Linked DNA regions of Columba livia: region 2 is linked to region 1. A link is a contact called in public Hi-C data. All regions are on one chromosome and are shown on one strand. The core of a region is the stretch at or near the end of the contact, and the rest is flanking DNA. Distances in the headings are between cores, read along the strand shown. Region 1 holds the start of PLCG2 (phospholipase C gamma 2). Region 2 holds the start of CMIP (c-Maf inducing protein).

What was found. Hi-C and Micro-C count contacts between places; a contact is called where the count stands out from the background.
Region 2: a Hi-C map of crop shows a contact between it and region 1, with 4 times the contacts expected there. The contact joins the promoter of CMIP here to the promoter of PLCG2 in region 1. A contact is called at or near these places in 2 of 2 Hi-C or Micro-C datasets (crop and liver).

What each region holds. Positions count from the first base shown.
Region 1 is chr13:9,642,644-9,648,375 of bColLiv1.pat.W.v2, forward strand. PLCG2 (phospholipase C gamma 2) reads right to left here and starts at 2,679. Exons shown (of 34, transcript XM_021290686.2): 1 at 2,398-2,679; 2 at 2,194-2,288.
Region 2 is chr13:9,796,535-9,802,266 of bColLiv1.pat.W.v2, forward strand. It overlaps CMIP (c-Maf inducing protein), which reads right to left and starts at 2,221. Exons shown (of 21, transcript XM_065028331.1): 1 at 1,332-2,221. The coding sequence starts at 1,628.

The DNA of each region.
Region 1 (5,732 bases), core at 1,429-3,928:
GCAAGTCAGCAAGAAAATGTCCATCTCTTCCCCCTAGTTACCTTCTAAATTTCATTTCTTTCCCACCACAGGTGAGTTTAGGAGAGAAAAGTGCTGTTGCCATCTGCTTTAGCTTCCCACTCCCACTCATTGTCCCTGTGAGCTCTGAGAGGAATAAAGGGTAAATTGAAGCAGGCTGGGCACAGGGATCAGCAAGGCAGGACTGGAGCATTGAGCCGCTGCTCTGCGCTCATAATGGGGAGCCCTGCTGGGATCCGACGCCGCACTGAACGCACACCCAGTGCTGCTGCAAAGTGCTCTCTCACTGGGCATTTCCCATTTTCCTCCCGTTCTGCTGAAGTTTTCTTAACATTGTCTTTGCTACTGCTTGTGGAAGATCTTCTGGGACCATTAAACTGACATAGGCCAGGTCTTTCTCTACTTTATACATGGCTGGTTGCAGGGATTTGTTCTTGTCTAAGGCCTTCCCTCAGGGTGCACAGGAAGGGAGGAGAAGTTCATTGCTTCTGTGCTCAGTCATGCAAGGATCAGTTCTAATCCGTCACATGCTACATCAGAAAAGTTTAGAAAAGCCCTCTGGCTAATCAAAGCACTACAATTAGCTGAGAATGGAGAGAGCACACTGGCCCTAATACAGATAAGCATGTAATCATGCAAAAACACATGTCAAAATCTCACTAACATAAAAATATGATTGAAAAATTGATGATGTACTTGAGTGATAATTTCTTAATAGGGATAGAATGAGAGATACTCTTCTGGGCTATGTGTTGCAGACGCCTATGCCATGGAAGAGCGTCCATCTGGTGTATCTCTAGGATCAGCATATTTGTACAGAATGCAAATCGTTATTGCAACTGCTGTTATCTTTATGCACTGTAGTCATAACTGAATGAGTCACATTAAAGGGTCAAAACCTTCTGTTCTACTTTTTATGATAAGCATCTTTTTAACATACAGTGTTGGAGACCCTGTGCGTCAACAGATCAAGGTGGGAGTTGGTATTGGGTGAGGTATGACAGACCCTGGCATAGGGACCCTATCTTCTTAACGTTTTTGTTAACAGCTTAAAAGAGGAAATAAAGGAAAGTGGGGAGGGGATTTAGATAATATACCTACTAATGACTGAAGTCCTGAATAAATTAGATATCCAGGATGGGCTGCTTGAGTTTTCTAGTCTCTCAAAGTTGCAGAACTGATCAGAGGAGACGTGCTAGAGTCTCTGCTTCAGGCTGGTGGGTGGAGAAGACGCAATACTGCGACCTCCACCCACTCCCTGAGGCCCATGGTCTGTAATAACGCTCTTCTGAGCACCTCACGGAGCAAGTTCAACTTTGCAGCTTCAGAAAAACCTCTGTTGGCAAAGGACCGTTTTTCAGAATTTCAAGGTGATACTGAACACCACGTGGCATGCTCTGTTTCTCAAATATGTGTTATCATATGCATACAGAGTCATATTATTTCATTTATCATATTAAAAATAAGCTTTTTGCAGCTCCCAAGGGATTTTATTTGTGCCAAAAAAATCAGAAATTTTGCAATATGTTTGTAGGTATCAGCTACCAACTCATTCGGTAACATCTGACTGAAAATCTGAACTTATACACTCTGAGCTGTTTTAAAAACAAACATTAAACCTGAACTTTTCCAACAGAGAGAAAAACACAGGAAAAAAACAATCAAAACAAACAACCTTCTTTCAAAGGAAAATTTCTAACACACCTCTCATTTAACAGGACACAATGTCTAGAATGAAGAAGGAACTAGCAATGTGAATTTTCAAATGCTTGTTTAGCCTGATCTCCAAATTGGAACGAATTTAAAATAGCTTAGTTATCTTCAGCTGAGCATCCAGGCCTTATTTATGTCTGTTCCTAATGACATTAAAAATTTCACATACACACGAAAAATTGTTTCCTCCGCGTTTTTTGTTTTTTAGACTTGACTAGTATTTTTAAGACACCTTTACCTCTTTCAAAGAAAATTATTTTTACATTTGATTTATGATTAAGAAGTCATTTTATTCTGGAGGCAAGAAGACAAAAGCTAGAACACAGAAGGCTCTGCCAGGTTATTTAAACCCAACCGTCTTCTCTCCAGAACCTTTCTGCCACACATCAGGAATTATTTAACCCCCTTTCTGCAAAGTGTAGCTGCCTTGCTGAGTCTCAAAGGCGGCAACGCAGACCTTACCTTTAATCCTGTGCAGAATAATGAATGATATACTGCTGAGATTAGCGAGGCAGCGTCAAACGGGGGGTTTCTTCCTCTTTGTACTCTGATTCCACCTGGGTAAGAGCACACTGTTGAGACCCCTCAGGAATACAAAAGCTCTAATCAAGTTTTCAGCAGCCTGGGCCTTTTAGTTAATTTAAAAAAAAAAAAAAAAGCCGTCACCTTTGATGACACTTTCTTCTCCTTCACAAGGACAGATTTTGTTATGGCTGTTGCTGACAAAGGAAAAAAAAAAGTTTAAAAAGAGGAAGTCTTAAGAAAGAAAGTGGAACGCTAATGCTGAAATATGTCATTTCCAGCCAGCAATTCTCTCTCCTCTTCTACCGTCTTCATGGGCTCAACTCTTTTCATGCCGTGTCACTTGCATCATGCAGCAATGCATTAATAATGTTCCCACCTGAGATCAACACAACAGTTGTTAGTTTCTGGGTTTGAATTCTTTGCTTTCTGGTTTCTAAACCTTTGGGATGCCCTCTCTTCCTGTTTTTAAGTTTTTTCTGTAACCAAGAGAGTTTATAATTTACTTTTTTAACAAACACCAAGAGTCTCATGGACTCTGCTGACTCCAGCAGCTGGGATTTAAGCGAAATGTCTAATATCTTTAATCCGAGGGAGAACCGAAAGCACTAATTTCTGATTTAAGATATGCATTTATAATATATATACGTGGCCTGTGTTCGGTCATGTGCTCTGGACACAAATGGCTTCCACGTGGAATCTAGGATTTAAAATTGACCAGAACTCAACTCCTGGTTTATTACGCCAAAAGGAAATATATTAAAAGAAGGTCCCCGTTGTCAACAACTGTGAATTTGCACCAATTCTATTTTTTTCTTTGGAAAACAATGAAAACGTTGAAGCTGAATAATACCAGTTTTCTATTGATTTATACTTAAATAATAATAATAATAATTTATAAATACTTCGATAAATCTGTTCATAAATAGATATAATTTTTAAAATAGTAAAAGAAAATCCAAATATTTATACCAAAACAGTGTTCAAATGTGGCAAAACAGAGTTCATTTTTCAAAGGATTTTATGAAAACAAAAGATGGCACCATTTGACCAAAAAGAACACGTATGAAACAACAACAAATAAGGCAGAAATATAACTGGAGACACGGTTCCTTACAGGATCTCTAAAGACAAGTAAGAAGAACCTGCTCCCTGCACGTGACAGGCACCAGCTTCCCCTGGTCTGGCAGCACAGACGGAGGTGACACTGCTGGCTTGGGGACTCAAGTCTACAGCGGCACGAGGAGACCCTGCCTGCTCCTGCGGAAGGAAAAACACGGTTAAAGAGCAAAGCCGAGAGCTGAAGATCCATTTGTGATGGTTTCACCATTCTAACAACAGCCAAACTTTAGCACTTGGCATTGCAATAGCAGTACTCTTGCAGAAAGGATATGTTTTGCTAAGAAAATAGCTAAACTAAAAAAAAAACAACAACAAAAGAAAATCCTTACTAATACAAAATGAGAAAAACAGAAGGTTTTCAGCCTCCTCCAGTGTACATCAGCAAAGTACTTCAATGTTGGGGAGGGGACCAGTCAACAGAATCAAAAAAGGCCAGACTGGAGAAGTGGATGTCTCCAGCCCTTATCATATATCATGCATATGCTCTGTCTTTAGCTTACCTACCTGTGAGGAGCAGCTGCCCCCACAGGATGAGAGATAAGGTCAATGGCAAAGCAAAGTATTGCCAGACTCTGGCTAGTTTGTGTTTGGTTTTGGTTTTTTTTCAGAGAGAGGAAATAATGTGTGCAGAGCAGCAGTGGTTCATACTGGGTCAGTCAGGAAGTGTGGGGCCAGGTATTTCAAAGGCAGATATTTTTGTTTTGTGTTCTCTCAGAAGGAAAGCATACCAAAAAACTGGGTTTTAGCTGAAAAAAAAAAAAGTTTGAGATCACCCATAGTTAGCTAAGTTATTGATTAACTTTGTGTTTCACACTGAAGAATGCCACCCTAAGTGAAATGCTTTTGCATCCGCAGTTGCAATTTTAAGAGAAATGCCATTATTGTAGCTGAAGCCATCAGTCCTTTGGATGGTAGCACAGATATTAGCAGAAGATAGGACAAGAAAATGAGATATTATTAACTCCATTCTTACAGGTGAAGATCTGAGGCATAACTGGTTTAAACGTGAAGTTTAATGTGCGACTTCATGCAACATTTATAATGAAAAAAGTCAGTCATTCCTCCTGCTGCCCTTGTCATCTTCTTGTCATCTCTGCCCCGACTGGTCTCTGGCAGCTGCCCCACGTGCTCCATCAGAAAATTAACCCATATTGATCTGCCAGAATGAAGTTATTTGCAATAACTCATTCAAAAAAAACCCCAAAAACCCAAAATCCCAAACACAGGCACTCTTTATTTCTGTATGGTTTGCTACAGGCCCTTGAGAACAAAGAGCACCATAATCAAACCAAAGACATAACTGGGCTGTGCTGTGGTTTTGTAGCATCAGTTCACATTCAAACACCACCATCCAATGCACTGCCATTGTGTGACCGCTGCCGGGACATTTATATTCACAGGAGAACGGTGGCAGCTCATTTGCCTGTTCACACCGCTACGGGCGGAAGCCACTCAGGCCAAACACAATTCTTGCAAAGCATCCAGGAGAAAACAGTGAACACTACTCCTGTTCATTTTCTTTCCTAATTTGAATGTTTGGACAACAAATATGATGGAGGTTGACACAGCAAAGAGAAAAAACAGAGCTTTCTGCAGAATTATCATGACAATTAACATTGCTATCATTTTACTACTGGAATTGAATCTCTGCTAACAAAAATTATGTTGCTCTATTTAGAAACTAAGTCTGTGTGAGCATAGCACTGAAAAAACAGATTGTAATTTTGAGGCCAATAAGCCATCTAAACTTACCTATATTTCTGTTTTCTCAGCCACCGTATGATCAAATCATGTTGGGAAGAAAATAGATGTATGTTTAAAAATATCAGTTGTTTATGGCAACTTTAACATCTTCTTTACTGCTTTCCTGAAGGCACAGGATTATGCAATAAAAAGAAAGTCAATATTGCTGCACTGAGGTTTGAAATTAGCGTGATAAATTGAATTTCAAAACAGTACTGGGCCTATCGTACTTACAGATAACAAAACGTAATAGAGCAAAGGATTTATAGGTGCTGTCACTGAGAATATAACACAGAAAGAGACTACCAAAGTAATATTTCTATTCATATATGTCACATTACATTTATATGTCCCTTCTGTGACTGAAAGGCTGTGGGGTGAGGACTGCAAGCCTTCCATGAGCTCCTGGCTGCCGTGGTTTCAAACCAGTGACCCAGAAACACCAGGGAGCGTCTCCCAGAGGTTACAATATCATCTGTGCTGTTTGTGAGCACACTAACACTGGTTTAGTTATACACACCAGGATTCACGCACTTTCTTCTCATGCCGGCAATGCCATCTTCCCTTTTAATGATGAACTAGTAATGGTACAATAAGTCAAAACATACCAGGTG
Region 2 (5,732 bases), core at 971-3,470, 150 kb after region 1:
TGACGGAGGGCTCCTTATCCCTTTACACAGTACTTCTATCAAAGAAAGAAAAATATTCCCTCGGAAACATCCTCGACAGCCCAGTGTTAACGGCCAGCAGAGCTGACATTGTGGCACAAAAAACAGAGCTCCGTGAGAACAGGCAGCTGGCCTACCTGAAGGTTAAAGGAGCTCCCACTGAAAACCTGCTCTGAATACTCGCTCGCGATGCATTTACACACACCACGTCTCTGCGTACCCGAGTGTGAAAAAATCCAACCTCCGAGCACAGCCCAGACTGGGTGAAACCCACTGAAATACACCATTAACAGAAATGCACACAAAAGCCAATCCACTCGCTCGTATCACTGGTGTCCTATAGGAAGGCCAGAATGAAGCCATTGAGAAAAAAGAGACGTTAACATATAAATCAAAAAAGGATGCAACTGAAGTACCGAATGATTAAAAATCTGTGTAAAACATGCTTTGTGAGTTATGATAATTGATATTAGACAAAATTTGGGTGTAGTCACATCACATACTAATATTCAAATAACGCTGTCCGTGAAATTTTAACTTGTACATGTAAATATAAATCATATTTTTAAAGACTGTATCTGTTTATTGCACATCTTTTGCACTGTTGATATCACCCTCTCGCATTTTTCTCCTGCATCATTTTCCATCAAGAAGAAAACCCTGAAGGAATCTCCATATTTTACGATCACACCGACAGCATCTGGGCAGGTTATATGACCACCAAATCAGAGCCCCAAGACCAGGCCTAAAACAAAGCAGAGCAAAGCCTGTGCAAACCCGGAGCTTTCGCTCTCCCATGAAAAGCATCTTCCACCTCCCTCACCTCCAACTTGGCCAGCTTGCCAGCAGACAGATCTGCCGGTTCAGATAGAAATGGATCGGTGTGGCGATTTCATGTCAGTGGCATGTTAGGGAGGCATGAATTAAAAACAAGAAGGGAAAATAATAATAGTAATAATAATATTGCTAATAATAATAGTAAGAATAATAATAAATATTAGACTTGCTCAAAAAAACCCCACTGAAACTACCAAATTAAATATCCCTAGGATTACAAAGAAGGGAAAAAAAAATCCCCGCAGGCATTCCGGGATTCTCGCAAGCCGAGCCCCCCCTCGCACACCGACCCCCCTCGGGGGGGCCCGCACGGCCCGGCGGCCACGGCACAAAGGCGCGGGCAGTTCCCCCCGCAACGCGCCCCCGGCCCCGCGGCAGCTCAGTCCCCGCAGATGCCCCGCGGGGCGGGGAAGCCGCCGGGGCCGCGCTGTGTCCGCCCCCCGCGGCGGTACCGGCGGGCCCGGCCGGGCTCTTACCGTGGCCGAGGCGACGCTGTTGTCCGCCAGGGTCAAGTGGTGCGGCTCCCACCGCCGCAGGAACTTGGAGGTGAGGATCTTGCTGAGAAACGTCCGGGGGTGCCGGATGACACACACCTGGATGTCCCCCTCCTGCAGCAGCTTGTACCTCATGCCGTTGCAGTGGAGCAGGGCTCTCCGGCACGGCGCGGCACCCATTTTATTCCCCTCGGGAGCGGACATCTCGCCCAGCAGCGGCTTGCTCTCCTCGGTCTGCCTGCGGTCGCTGCCGCCGCCGGAGCCGCCGGTGCGATCCATGGCAGCCCCGCGGGTCGGGGGTGGCGCTCGGCGGCGGCCGCCCCGGGGAGACCGGTCTCTACGGGCGGCAGAGACGGGTATACCAAATAAAATTACAAATAATTTAAAAAACAAACAAAAAGAAGAAATCCAACCCCACGCGGCGGATTAAAAAAAAAAAAAAAAAAAAGGAAAAATTTTAAAAAAATGTCCGGGAAGATGGGGGAAGGGATTGAACCGCACCGGAGCGGGGAGAAGGGGGGAAAAGGGAAGCGATAAAAATCCTTATTCAAACTTCCAAATCCGCCCCCGGCGGGTCCCCCTCACGGCTCTCAGAGCGCCGCGTCCATGCTCGCGGGTGGGCGCCGGCCGAGCGGAGGGTCGGCTCCCGGCGGGGGCGGCAGACAAAAGCCGGCGGTGGGGGCTCCTGACGGCGGCGGCGGCGGGGGAAGCTGCGGGGCGTCCGGCCGCGGTTCCTTCCTTCCCCCCGGGGCGTGTGCGCGGGAGCGTGCGGCGGGCGCGCGTGTGCATGTATGTGGGTGCGGGTGAGCGTCCGTGGGTGCGGGCGTTGGGGCGGGGGGGGGGGGGAACGTGTGTGTCCACGCTCGTCGCCGCCGCCGCGGGAGGAGGAGGCGGCGAGAGGAGCGAGCGCTGCCGATCAGCCTCTCTCGCCGGAGCGGCTCCGGGAGCAGCCGATTGGTTCCGAGGGGGTCATGTGCCGCCCTCGCTGACGTCAATGGCCGCCGAAGCCGCTTAGGGCAGCGGCGGCGAGAGGTGCGCGGGAAGCGCTGGGGCCGTTGTGCCTCTTCCTCCATTCTCCGTTTTTCTCCTCACAGGGGCCGCGTCGTCCCCGTCCCCCTTCAGCCGCGTCCCTCGGCGGGGCGGCCGCCCCGCCGAGGGACGCGGCTGAAGGGGGACGGGGACGACGCGGCGCCACCCGCCTGGTCGATGTCAATTCACCAGTGGCTCCCACTGGTGTTCCTGTCCCTGTGGCTTGATGGGGGGACTGGTGCTGAAGAAGGGATGGCAGGGGAGCCCGAGGGTGATCACGGAATCACAGAATGTCAGGGATTGGAAGGGATCTCGAAAGCTCCAATCCCCCTGCCGGAGCAGGAGCACCCAGATGAGGTTACACAGGAAGGTGTCCAGGCGGGTTTGAAGAGAAGGAGACTCCACAACCCCCCTGGGCAGCCTGTTCCAGGTTCTGCCACCCTCACTGAGAAGAAGCTTCTTCTCATATTTAAGTGGAACCTCCTGTGTTCCAGTTTGTACCCATTGCCCCTTTTCCTATCGTTGGTTGTCACCAAGAAGAGCCTGGCTCCATCCTCATGACACCCTTTACATTTTTATAAACATTAATGAGGTCACCCCCCAGTCTCCTCCAAGCTAAAGAGACCCAGCTCCCTCAGCCTTGCTGGTATGGTGCTGAACAGAACAATTGTTTACAAATTAAAAAATATATATTTAAAAAATGCCCTCCCTTCCAAGATCTCTAAACTGCTCAGTAATGCCATGTGCAGTATGGCTGCCACATCAAAAGAAATGGTACCATTTATATTTGATTTAAAAGGTAGTGGTAGACCTTGGATCTCATTTCCAGTTTCCTCCATTGAACAACCAGGTTAGGACCAACAAAAAAATTACATTTCATATAATTTATGCGCATGCCATTAAACTGTGGAACTCACCACAGTGGGTAGTGCAACGGTCCAGAATTTAGGAGGAATTTATAGCACTGTTTCACTTGACACTTCAGAAACATTTGGAGAAAGTATAAACCTTCATGCTTAAAAGTTTAAGCTCTTGTCTAGTTGAGGGAGGTTGGGAAAGGGATTATCTGCTTTGGGATGAGATTATTGTTTCTCAGCGTGTACCTGTGCTGGGTTTCTGGTGGCATCTCCAAGTGCAATAGTTCTCAAATGAGATGTAATGATGCTGGGTGAGGTACCAGCAGTTACAAATTCTTCCATCTGATAAATTCGCATCACAAGTCACTTAGATTATCTGTTGGAGAGGCGAGCTGCTAGTGGGAGGGTTTGGGAGCCTTTGCCATAACGCCTTTTGTAGTGGCTGCTGTCAAAGACAATACACATGAACTAGCCGGACCACAATTACTGTGAGCACGTCCATTATATGTGTTATTATAGAGCTGTTGTGTTGAAATAGGCTTGCATTTGACAGGAGAACTGGTGTTTAAACACTTTCAGGAAGGAAGGTTTTTGTAATGTATCAATTAGTAGCAAATTCGAGGGATACTTTTGTTGCATGTGAGCATCAGAATAATTTATAAAAAGCTAGGAAGTCTCCGGAGTACTTCTAAGTACCAGTTGATAGAACGATGCAGAATTACACAATGACATGAATAATACAACCAACAGGAAGACAAAAGTCTCTTTTAGAGAGGTTCAAATTGTCAGTATCTCATAGCCCTGGTAATTACTTACCTCCTGAACTTAAACAAACTGACTGGTCATTGTGCACTAAACATTACAGGAGGTTCCCACAGAGCTTTGTATACTGTATACTGCTGAGGGTGAATGACGCACGCATTTACACCGAAATAAAACCAGATCTACTCATACCTGTGAATATGTGTGGATCTGCAACAAAAATAACAATAATAAAGTCTCGCAAACCAAATCTTTAAAAGACAGCTTTGTTTAGATGTAAGTTTTTTACTGCAAGAACTGTCTGTTTCTAGGAGTTCCTGGGGTGCCGAATCCAAGGGAGACCTGTTCTTGTATGACCTGCGGCGCTGCTGTGGTACAAAAAATAACAGTGTCAATCGTAGGACTATTTGCAGACATCCACCTGCACCAATGCTTCGACCAGCAAGAACTGCAACCTGCGTGATTATTTTGGTGAAAGTTTGTGCAAACTATCCACCTGCTCAAACCACTCCTTTAAACCTACCACAATTGTCATCTCTGAGAGCTGCTCGCCAGTGGGAGGAGGGCATGTAAATATTGTGGTGTTCTTAAGTGAATTTCCTGGCAAATTAGAGCAGATATTTTCCACTTGTGTTCCACAAAAAGCAGCAAAATGCGAGGCTGGTATATAGCGGTTAACACACATGTTACCTGAAAGGATTCAAGCCTCCACTGGGAATCCACCATTCCAAAATGCTGAAATCCACTGAGATATTGCAAAAGCACAGTGTGTCAGGCAGCGCCGCCACTAGCAACCCTCATCGGGGACAGAGGTCCGAATCCTCCGCAGTGCTCTGTGCTTGCAGCTCCTGCTGGATCCCCGGCTCGCAGCCTGCAGGTGTTCTCTCTGAGGTAAACTCAGCACAGAACGATAAGATCAAGGTATGAAATCTCACATCGCCTGGCAGAACGCGGCAACCGAAAACCCTGTCTAGACAAGTGAAATTGAAACGCATAGCTTGCTGAAGCACACAGTAGCCATCCAACCTGCAGTAAATGGCTGGTGTGTGACCCAGGGCTGGACACATAACACCCCTTCTCGTCGCCCTTCTAAATTATACCGAGCAGAAGTTGGATGAATGGCATTCCCAGCTTCGTGTTTTTCCAGTCTTGCTCTTCTGACTCCATACAGCCCAATAGACATCTCATGTATACATGCTTGGAAAAATTCCAAGGTGGCATTTGGGGGTTGCTCTACGGTTTATTTTTCTCCCCAGAATCTAATCTTTATGAGCAAATCCAACCAGAAGTTTATTGTGAAAGCGGGACATAATCATTCAAATAATAAACACTGAGCAAACAATTCATAATAAATAGGACATCAGTGAAAATGTACCTCTAGCTACTAACAAGGTGTTTATGGGCATGCTGTCAGTTTTGAATAATTCAAGAATTTGTGAGGCTTTCTATGAAATACTTCTGTGCTAGAACAGAAAGGCAGGCTTTGGAAATTAAAATTGAGTAGTTTATTTAGTATTGTTGATATTACTACCAAGTAGAAGCTTTTTCATAATAATCATGGCCTGTAGGTACAGGTCAGATTTGAAGGGGGAGAGTCAGAAAGAGACTTGTCCCATTCTGTGGAGATATCAGTGCAATTGGTCCAAAAGGAGAGTGGGGCTGGCAGGGAAGCGGGCAGAGGTGAACATGTGTCCTCCAGGAGAGAGGCCAGTGGCAGGAGGCCAGTCCAGATCCA